Linked DNA regions of Mus musculus: regions 2 and 3 are each linked to region 1. Evidence: chromatin contacts called from public promoter capture Hi-C data. All regions are on one chromosome and are shown on one strand. The core of a region is the stretch at or near the end of the contact, and the rest is flanking DNA. Distances in the headings are between cores, read along the strand shown.

Region 1 (2,751 bases), core at 53-2,552:
AATGAAACATTCCTCCAAGTAGAACATTCTCTAAGGATAGATAGGAAGGCTTTATCCTGAGGCACATCTGTGCCAGGAATACCCACTGCAATTGTAATTGGCCAATAGCCTACAATTTGGCCCAGCAGTCATGGTAGGAAAGAGATAGAGCATCAGAGACACATGAACAGCCCAGTCAGGCCCACTGAGGCCAGCAGCTAGTCCCTAGACATAGAGGCCTGCTGTCCTCAAGAGTCCACACCACAGCTAGGAGTACCAATGAGCGCTGACTGCCAACTCCACCAGGCTCACAGCAAGTCCAGGAAGCCCGGAGAGAAAACCCTTTGCCCTGAGGCTGGCTGGGTGTCTGTAGCTGGTGCTCCGTGGTGAGCACTGGTGTAGAACTTAGGTAGAAAACAGGGTAGAAGGCGGTGGTGGCTCAGGAGATCAGTTTAGTCACTGGCACCATTGCCACCAGTGTCTAATCCAAACCATAGCAAAGTCAGATCTCCTCCACACCCTGTCAGAACGCTCTCAAATACATTCCTAATCCTCAGGTCTGGTGCTCCTGATCGGCCACTGCAGATCCCTCGTCTCTGGTTCTACCGTTATCAGAAGCAAAAGCAAGGGATGTGGAACCAGTAAACATTAGCTAGATTACGGCTGGGCTGGAGGTAAGGAAGGTTGTTCAGCCATGTGCCACTTCACACCTAGGCAGCAAAGAACCACCTTCCCTGGGTGCTAGCCATGGTGATACAGTTGTAAGGTAGAAGCAGGAAGCATTTGACAGGGGGCTGGACCACAAGGTAAAACCCAGGACTGTGGAGGGTCTTCCCTGAGGCCTGGTTTCTGGAAGGCAGGACAGAGACTGGGCCCCAGGAGTAGGTAGAGGTAGAGAGTAGTGAGTCATGAGAGCTGGATCAGGACGTGTTTGGTTTGGTCTCCAAGGGAGTCAGTCCCAAAAGGGGTGGTAATGTTCGCTCCCTGTAGCCACCTGAGGATCCTGTGTCTTCTGTCCACGCCACGGCAGGAGGTGTGACCCCCCCCCCCCCCCCGCAGGCCTAGGGACCCAGGCCCATGGCACTCGCCATGGAGTCCTGGGCTCACAGCCAGGCTTCCGTTTTAGAAGAGGAGTGAACGGGGCGGGGGTGGAGAAGGGGTGGATCAGCACCCGACGAGCCACGCGGGGGCGATGACAGCCCCCCCCGCCCCCCCTCCCCCAGTCCCGCAGGGAGGCGGAAGCAACAGGGCGGCGGCGACGCGCTAGGGAGTCGCGGCGCGCGCGGGGCCGGGGCGGGGGCTGCGGCGCGCGCATGCTCACACGCGCCCGTGACGCGCGGGGCGCAGCGGGGCAGAGCCGGCTCCAGAGGCGCGGCGGCCGCGGGAGGAGCAGGCGCGGAGCATCGAGCGCAGGCCGCGTCGGCCCGACGGGAGTAGCGCCGGGCGCAGGCCGCCTCCTCCGAGCCGCCTGCGCGCGGGCCGAGACCCTTGGCCGCCGCCGGCGGGGCATGAGCGCGGAGGGGCCGCGGCCGCCCCCCGCGCCGCCCAGGCCGTGACCGGGCGGGGGGCGGCTGCGCTAGCGCCCGCAGCCCAGGGGCTCGCGGAGCCGGGAGCGATAACCATGGACTGCAGTCTATTGAGGACGCTCGTGCGCAGATACGTGAGTGGCTCTCTGTGATGGGTCCGGGGTCCGGGGTCCGGGTCTGGGTCAGGGTTCAGGCCCGGAACGTCCCGCCGTCGGGTCCCCGCCGCGCTCCACCTGCGCTCGGCCAGGCCCACCCGGAAGGCAGTTGCAGCCGGGTCGATCCCGGGGTCGAGGGACATCCATCCTTATGGGGGTTGCGCTCAGCCCCAGCGGGGCGGGCCGACGCGGGGACCGGGACCGGCTGGGACATATGTACGGGGCTGCGGGGAAGCGGGGAGCCTCCACAGGGGAGTCAGAAGTGAAGTTTGCCATCTCTGAAAGTAGTCAGCCAGGTCCGAGTGCGTAGTTCCCGGCTCCCTTGGATGCTGCTGCGCGGTTAGTGACGGAGTGCCTCACCAGGGGAGACCAGGGAGGTAGGTGGCATCCATCAGCCGGGATGGAGCAAAGTGGGTGTGTGTACAGAAAAGAGAGAATCTGCCCCGGGACAGCTTGTCTTCCCTAAGCTGGACACAAGGACCTATTGTACGGCAGCTGGCGCGGGGTGGTCACAGGTTTGAGGAGCGCGTGCCTTGCCCAGTGCGGGCTGGGTACGGAGGGGACCAGAGCCGGCTCTCTCTAGCTTCTCTGAGTGACACTTGTCCTTGGATGTGGGTTTTTCTGAAGGGGAATTTACCCGGGTTTTTCTTCTTGCTTTTCTGGTTAATTTCCATCCAATTTTGGCCTTCCAGTAAGCAAAGAATGAGACTAGGAAACTGCAGCCCTCCCCACCCCACCCCACCCCACCCCACCCCCGTGGGAAGCGAAAGGAGGAGGGGTGGTCTTCTTGGTCCCTGTAGACAGTCACCTGCCAGCTTCCCAGGGCCACAGGACGAATTTTCCGTCCCTGGTGCTGTCTTTTACTTCCACAGTGCCCTTAGGCAAGCCTTCAGCTATTTTATATTTCCTTATCTAGGTAAAATTTCAAGTTAGTTTCTTTTTGCTGTGCTATTCTACTTTCGAAGTGGTATTTTCTCTCAAATCTAGGCTGCAGATATTCCTTAACGAACTTTGCCACTCTTAATTATTTGATAATGCATCTGGAATGTAAGTTATGGAATGTTATTCCTTCTGCTCATCTCATTTTTGAC
Region 2 (2,700 bases), core at 32-2,531, 830 kb before region 1:
ATTCCAGTCCACAAGCAGATATTCGGTTTGGATTAGCCTTGGCTAGGACTTTTTAAACTGTCGGCTTCTCTTTGCCTGAAGTTATAGGGACACACAGACAATGACAAGTGCTACTGAGAGGAGAGGGGCAAACTGCCTCTGCCTGTGCGCCCACACTGTCCCTGGTTGGGAGTGACATTCATGCTCTCCCTTGGTCTGGAGAGGCTGAGTGTCTTTCTCCACCTGTTTCCCCTTTACCTTTATTTTTTGAGATAGCATCAAACCCAGGCTGGCCTCAAATTCTCATTCCCCTGCCTCCTGAGTTCTAGGATTGAGGGAGTGTCACCATGCTTGGTCTGCAGCACCATCCTGTCACTGGTGTGTGGTGTGCTTATTGAGGGTACACATATTGTGTGAAAGCTTGCCTTTATCCTCGCCCTGTGAGTAACTTTACTTATGCTGCACTGGAAGGTCACAGGCTCCTCAGATGGCAGATCTTATCATTTGGAGCAGGATTGAATGCTACCATAGCAGGCCACCTGTCTGACCTTCTGGGGCTTGTAGCCAGTTCCTGTGGACATAATAGGCTGTGTGTGGTAACAGTGGTCTGTCTGGCCTTGGTTGGATATGTTCTGTCACTTCATGGGCCCTCCAGGGTAAAAGGACAAAGCCATTCGTGGTCCATAACTGCATCTAAACATTTGTCCTCCCACACACAGGTAAAGGTAGTCTTCACTTCTCACTAAGAATGTTACTCTTCGCACCAGACAGAGACCATTATAGAAAATCACAGCTGGCATTTCCAAGACTGAGGCGTGAAGGACTGTTCTACCTCCCTGGCTAACCCCTTCTTCACAGGAGTTCTGTCTGTCTGTGGATCATCAAGGCTACACATGTGGGGCCTCTCTCAGCCTGTCCCCCACTGGTGCATGTGGACCCAGCAGGGACCTACTTATCCCAGAAAGGATGTAGAGCAGGGGTCCCCAAGGCACTTGGTGGGAGACAGTTATCTGGAAGGTCTCCGGGGATGATGGATTCATGCTGACAGCCCTAGACAACAGCACATCTGGTAAACCTAAGGTAGCCAGCTCGGGTGCTATGCACCACTGGCCACAGCTGACAGAACAAGGCTGGCTCCTTTGTATGTTCCAACCCTGCCTCTAGCTCCCACTTCCCTCTTCCTGAGAGTCTCAGTCATGGAAAGTGAGCATGCATGTGCTAAGTCAAACACTCCTTCAGGGAGCTCAGGGCTTCCTACAGCTGCTCACAGCAGCTTTCAGTAAACACAGCGACAGAGCAGGTGGGAAGAGCAGGTGCCAGCCAGAAGATGGCAGCACCCTCAGAGGGCGCAGCTTCTCCCCTTGGCACTCCCAGCTCTATCTCCCCAGAGAATCTTTGCCCTAGCTTGTTTGACAGCTAAAGTGATAGATAGAGAGGAAGCAAATGGAAGGTGGTAAGTTCACAGCAAACAACGCGTGCAGAAGCATCGCCCCGAGCAGCTCTATCACCTTCTTTATTGCGGGGAACAGCATCATTTGGACACGTTCCTCCTGGAAGCCCATGCTCTGCTGAAGGCACCAGAAGATGGCGTGTGTGTGTGTGTGTGTGTGTGTGTGTGTGTGTGTGTGTGTGTGTGTGCACATCACAGGGACAATTGTAGTAAGAGCAAAGGAATGAGCCAGAAAAGCTAGTAGAGATTTTAGCATCTGGCCAGTTTTAGGGAAGGAGAAACTGTACATGCCATACCATTGATGGGCGTAGGTGGCATCAATGAACTGTGCTGGTGCCAATGGCCCCATTCCCTACCATTGCACGCTGACAAACAGGAGTAGAGAGAGCTTCCAGGCTCATGCCACCCCACACATGGGCTCACCCAAGAGCCTCAACTCTGTGTGTCTGAAATGTCGAGGAAGGTGATCTGGCAGCGGAGTCTAGATGTCTCCCTCTTCCTAGGGTGCTCTAGCTGGACCCCTAGAGAGTCAGGTCCCAGGGCTTGCAGTCAGGCAGCAGGGGAGGTGTAGTTTTTTGTTTTTGTTTTTGTTTTTGTTTTTGCAGTGAGTATCTCTTCCGTGGTCCAGGAACGGGGCTTCAGAGGCCATGTAGGTAATATGGAGACTCACGTGATCTTTGAGCAGGGAGACGGAAGGGGCCCAGGTCATCTGCTGTGTTTCTTCACTCAGCCTCTTGGTGTCTTGGCAGGGAGGTTCGTGCCATGTTCTCGTCCTCTTAAAAACCTGATGGGAACACGTGCTCTGAATACTTCTGCATAAGGACCCCCAGCCCGTGGTTCTCAGTGTTTGTAACTCCTACATGAGTAGATTTTCAGAGTGTGGGAGGAGCTTCCTTTTCCTGTGATCCAGCTGAGATCGAACTAGAGCGCCCCCTGCTGTCTTGATTCAGTCTCTACATGGTTAACACTGTGATCTGTTTGGCACCATCTTGCTATCAAGACCTTGCTTGAGCCTGAATAACTCTGGCACGCTGACACGCTCGTGTTTTGAATCCCCTGTTCCCCGCTTGTGGTGCTGCTGTGAATCTTAGGAGAAACCTAGCAGATGGAAGGCGGACCTTTGAAAGTTGTGGATGCTGGCCGTCTGCTCTCTGCCTCTGTCCATCGTTTTGTGAGATTTCCCCCCCCCACACACCCCGATGCTCCCACCTCTGTGACTGACTGCAATCTCCCTGAGACCGTGAGCCAAAATACAGCTTCTTATTCAAGCA
Region 3 (2,909 bases), core at 17-2,516, 960 kb before region 1:
AGGAGCTGCAGTCTGTGCTGTCCACCTACCTGCGGCCACTGCAGACCAGTGACAAGTAAGTTGGCCAGAACATGCGTGCGTTGACTGCCTGCTGGCTGGTCCCCCTGTCTGTGTTTGCAGAGGAGGGAGGAGGGTGAGGTGGTGGGTGGAGGTCAGAGTGCCCGCTTGCTGCGGGCACAGCATCGTGTTCATCAGACTAGGGCCCTTAATAACACTTTGTGGGAGGAAGTCAGACCACTGACAGTCTTCTACTTTGGTTTTTCTTGGCCTTAGGTTGAGTTCAGCAAACACTTCATATTTAATGGGAAATCTAGAGGAAATATCTTCCTTCCAGCAAGTGCTTGTACAGTCCCTAGAAGAATGCACGAAGTAAGTAAACCAGCTGAAGCGCTTACAGATGCAAGTGCGTTTAGTTGCTATCAAAAGCACCAAGTCCAGCCGGGCGTGGTGCCGCACGCCTATAATCCCAGCACTCGGGAGGCAGGGGCAGGTGGATTTCTGAGTTCGAGGCCAGCCTGGTCTACAAAGTGAGTTCCAGGACAGCCAGGGCTATACAGAGAAACCCTGTCTCGAAAAACCAAAAAAAAAAAAAAAAAAAAAAAGGCATGAAGTTTAACATAATTTTAGAATTAACAGTTCTGAAGATATAAAAAAGCTAGTTTTTTTTTTTTTTTTTTTTCTTTAAGTAGTTTTGTAGTAGAAGCTGTGAATTAGGCTGGCTGGGTTTTATGACATGGTTTTTAGCCTGGGAAAGACTTCAGGAGAGTGAGAGTTTAAGCTGATGAAGGAGGGCACAGCAGGCTTAACTGTTTACATGCCGTGTGCTGTGGAGGGTAGTTTTTTTCCAGTGTTTTCTTCTAGTTTTGTGTTACTCTGGCCTGCAAATAACCATGTCTGGGTAGCATGGCTTGGGCTTGTAGAAGTAAGCACAGGGTTACTTTTCATATATGCTCTTTATTTACTGAGTTCCTAACATGTGCCAGGCAGTAATCTCAATGTTTATTCATTAACTCCTTTAAATGGCCTATGGAGGGAGGTGGGGGTTAAGATACAAAGAGTAGTGGACTAGAATGTGGCCGGGCTCACTCCCGCAGTGGGAAGTACCCATCGGTTCTGAGATGACCCCCACGCCCCCACCCTGCTCCCCCAGATTCTCCAGAGCTGCTTCTCCCTTGCTTTTGGTGGTTGAGTGTTCTCAGAATGTGTTTGGCCGTCAGCTTTCCTCTCACATACTGTTTCAGTTGACAGGATTCCTTTCTTACGATTCACTGCATTCCTGCTAGATGGCATAAAGAGTTTTCCCCATTCAATACCAGCGACACTGCTGTGGGAATGTTAACCGTGGCTTATTAATTTCCTTCTATAATAAAATGAATTCTGGGGCCAGAGAGATGGCTAGGTGGGTAGAGCTGCTTGTCTCCAAGTCAGAGGACTTGACTTCTGTCCCCAGGACCTTCCTATATAAGAGATCTCTGAACAAGAGACTTCTGATCTCTCCACAGGGGCTGTGGTGTGTGCACAGACATGTATGTGTACACAAGTGTAAAAACATTTTTTTAATAAATTTGGGCTGGCAAGATGACTCAGCGGGTAAGAGCACTAACTGCTCTTCCAGAGGTCCTGAGTTCAAATCCCAGCAACCACATGGTGGCTCACAACCATCTGTAATGAGATCTGACGCCCTCTTCTGGTGTGTGAGGTCAGCTACAGTGTACTTATGTATAATAATAAATAAATCTTAAAAAAATAAACTCTGAGAATCTTCATTGTGTCTTAAAAGGTTTCAAATAAGGTGTACAGAAGTTTAGAATTTTCTTGTATTTTATTATGAAAAACAAATTAACATTCTGTTAAAATAGATAATAGATCCTCACTTTGGGGACAATGGGGATGTTATTGAACTAAAATACTCAGTGTGGTAATAGTAAAAGTGTCTCGCAATAGTAAAAGCTACCCCAACACACCAGCTCTTGTTCCTTGCAGAGTACAGGCTGCTGCTGCTGCTTACCTGCATTTTGAGACAGGGGCCTGGAGTTAATAAGAGGACCTGGGTTCTATTCCCAGTACCCACATGGCAGCTCACAGGCACCTGCAACCCCAGTTCCAGGGGATCCAACTCCTAATTTTTGGCCTCCACAAGCAGCCATGAGTTACACAGGCATATATGCCAGCAGAACACCCATACATAAAAAATTATAAAAAGAAAAAACAGAGACAAGATCTTGATAAGGCTCCAGGCTTGAGCTGAGTCTCTCAGTAGTCCAGGCTGCCTCTACTCCTGCTCCTCCTGCCAGTGTCCTTTGTGAGTGGGATCATAGTGTAACCTGCAGCAGCAGGTTTCAGAGAAGTCAGGATGCTGCTGAGATTTGGGGCAAGGCCCCAAGCCCAGCTTTGAGGTGCTTTTGTCTTGAGGCAGCGTCAAGTTTGCTGTCGGCTGGGCCTGGAGTGTGGCCTAAGGCAGAGAGACAGTAGACACAGTCCTGGAAGAGACACAGTGGGGTCTGGGGTTGGAGTTTCAGAGCCACCCTCCCCCAGTCTGTTGAGTTGAGTTGAGTCTGCTCTCTCAGACCCTGGTAGGTGGCTGTGGTTCACGCTCCTGCAGTCTCCTAGTCCTGGTCTCACTTACGAAGTCATAGTGAAGCGCAGGCGACTGCTGGCCTGGGAGTGCCTCCTGTGCTACCTCTGCCTGCAGGCTGGTGTCACCTCTGCTCCCAGACACTGTCTGCGGGAAGTCTCTCTTGGACAGGAGCTTCCCACCTGTTTCTCTTTTCTCCTTGTCTTTCTCTTGTCAGGCAGGTGTCTGGCCGTCGAGTGAGTCAGTTGAAGGCAGAGAGCCTCTCAGCCCTCTGTGAAGCTTCGGGTGGCTGTTGCTAGGCTCCAACGTGAGATGCTGTGTTGTCTGGGTTAGG

What was found. Promoter capture Hi-C pulls out the DNA fragments that hold promoters and counts their contacts.
Region 2: a promoter capture Hi-C map of liver shows a contact between it and region 1, with 6 times the contacts expected there. The contact joins the enhancer-like site here to the promoter of Atp11a in region 1. A contact is called at or near these places in 6 of 39 promoter capture datasets (the C10 cell line, cranial neural crest, hippocampal neurons and 2 more) and 1 of 115 datasets of contacts at active chromatin or transcription factors (embryonic stem cells).
Region 3: a contact with region 1 is called in a promoter capture Hi-C map of the 3T3-L1 cell line, with 2.8 times the contacts expected there. The contact joins the enhancer-like site here to the promoter of Atp11a in region 1. A contact is called at or near these places in 5 of 39 promoter capture datasets (the 3T3-L1 cell line, embryonic stem cells, hippocampal neurons and 2 more) and 1 of 115 datasets of contacts at active chromatin or transcription factors (stem cell-derived neural progenitor cells).

What each region holds. Positions count from the first base shown.
Region 1 is chr8:12,755,714-12,758,464 of GRCm38.p6, forward strand. It overlaps Atp11a (ATPase, class VI, type 11A), which reads left to right and starts at 1,303. Exons shown (of 30, transcript NM_001293667.1): 1 at 1,303-1,639. The coding sequence starts at 1,601. Gm33587 (a long non-coding RNA gene) reads right to left here and starts at 1,183. Exons shown (of 3, transcript XR_378725.3): 1 at 974-1,183.
Region 2 is chr8:11,922,015-11,924,714 of GRCm38.p6, forward strand. No RefSeq gene overlaps it. Among named protein-coding and RNA genes, the nearest start is that of Tex29, 83 kb to the left of the region's middle. Within about 2 kb of position 1,282, at least 7 of the 459 cell types and tissues checked have an H3K27ac peak or open chromatin away from gene starts, as enhancers often do.
Region 3 is chr8:11,800,500-11,803,408 of GRCm38.p6, forward strand. Arhgef7 (Rho guanine nucleotide exchange factor (GEF7)) reads left to right here. Exons shown (of 22, transcript NM_001372321.1): 7 at 1-55; 8 at 274-369. Among named protein-coding and RNA genes, the nearest start is that of Tex29, 39 kb to the right of the region's middle. Within about 2 kb of position 1,267, at least 44 of the 459 cell types and tissues checked have an H3K27ac peak or open chromatin away from gene starts, as enhancers often do. A contact at or near this core is called in stem cell-derived neural progenitor cells, where this site is marked.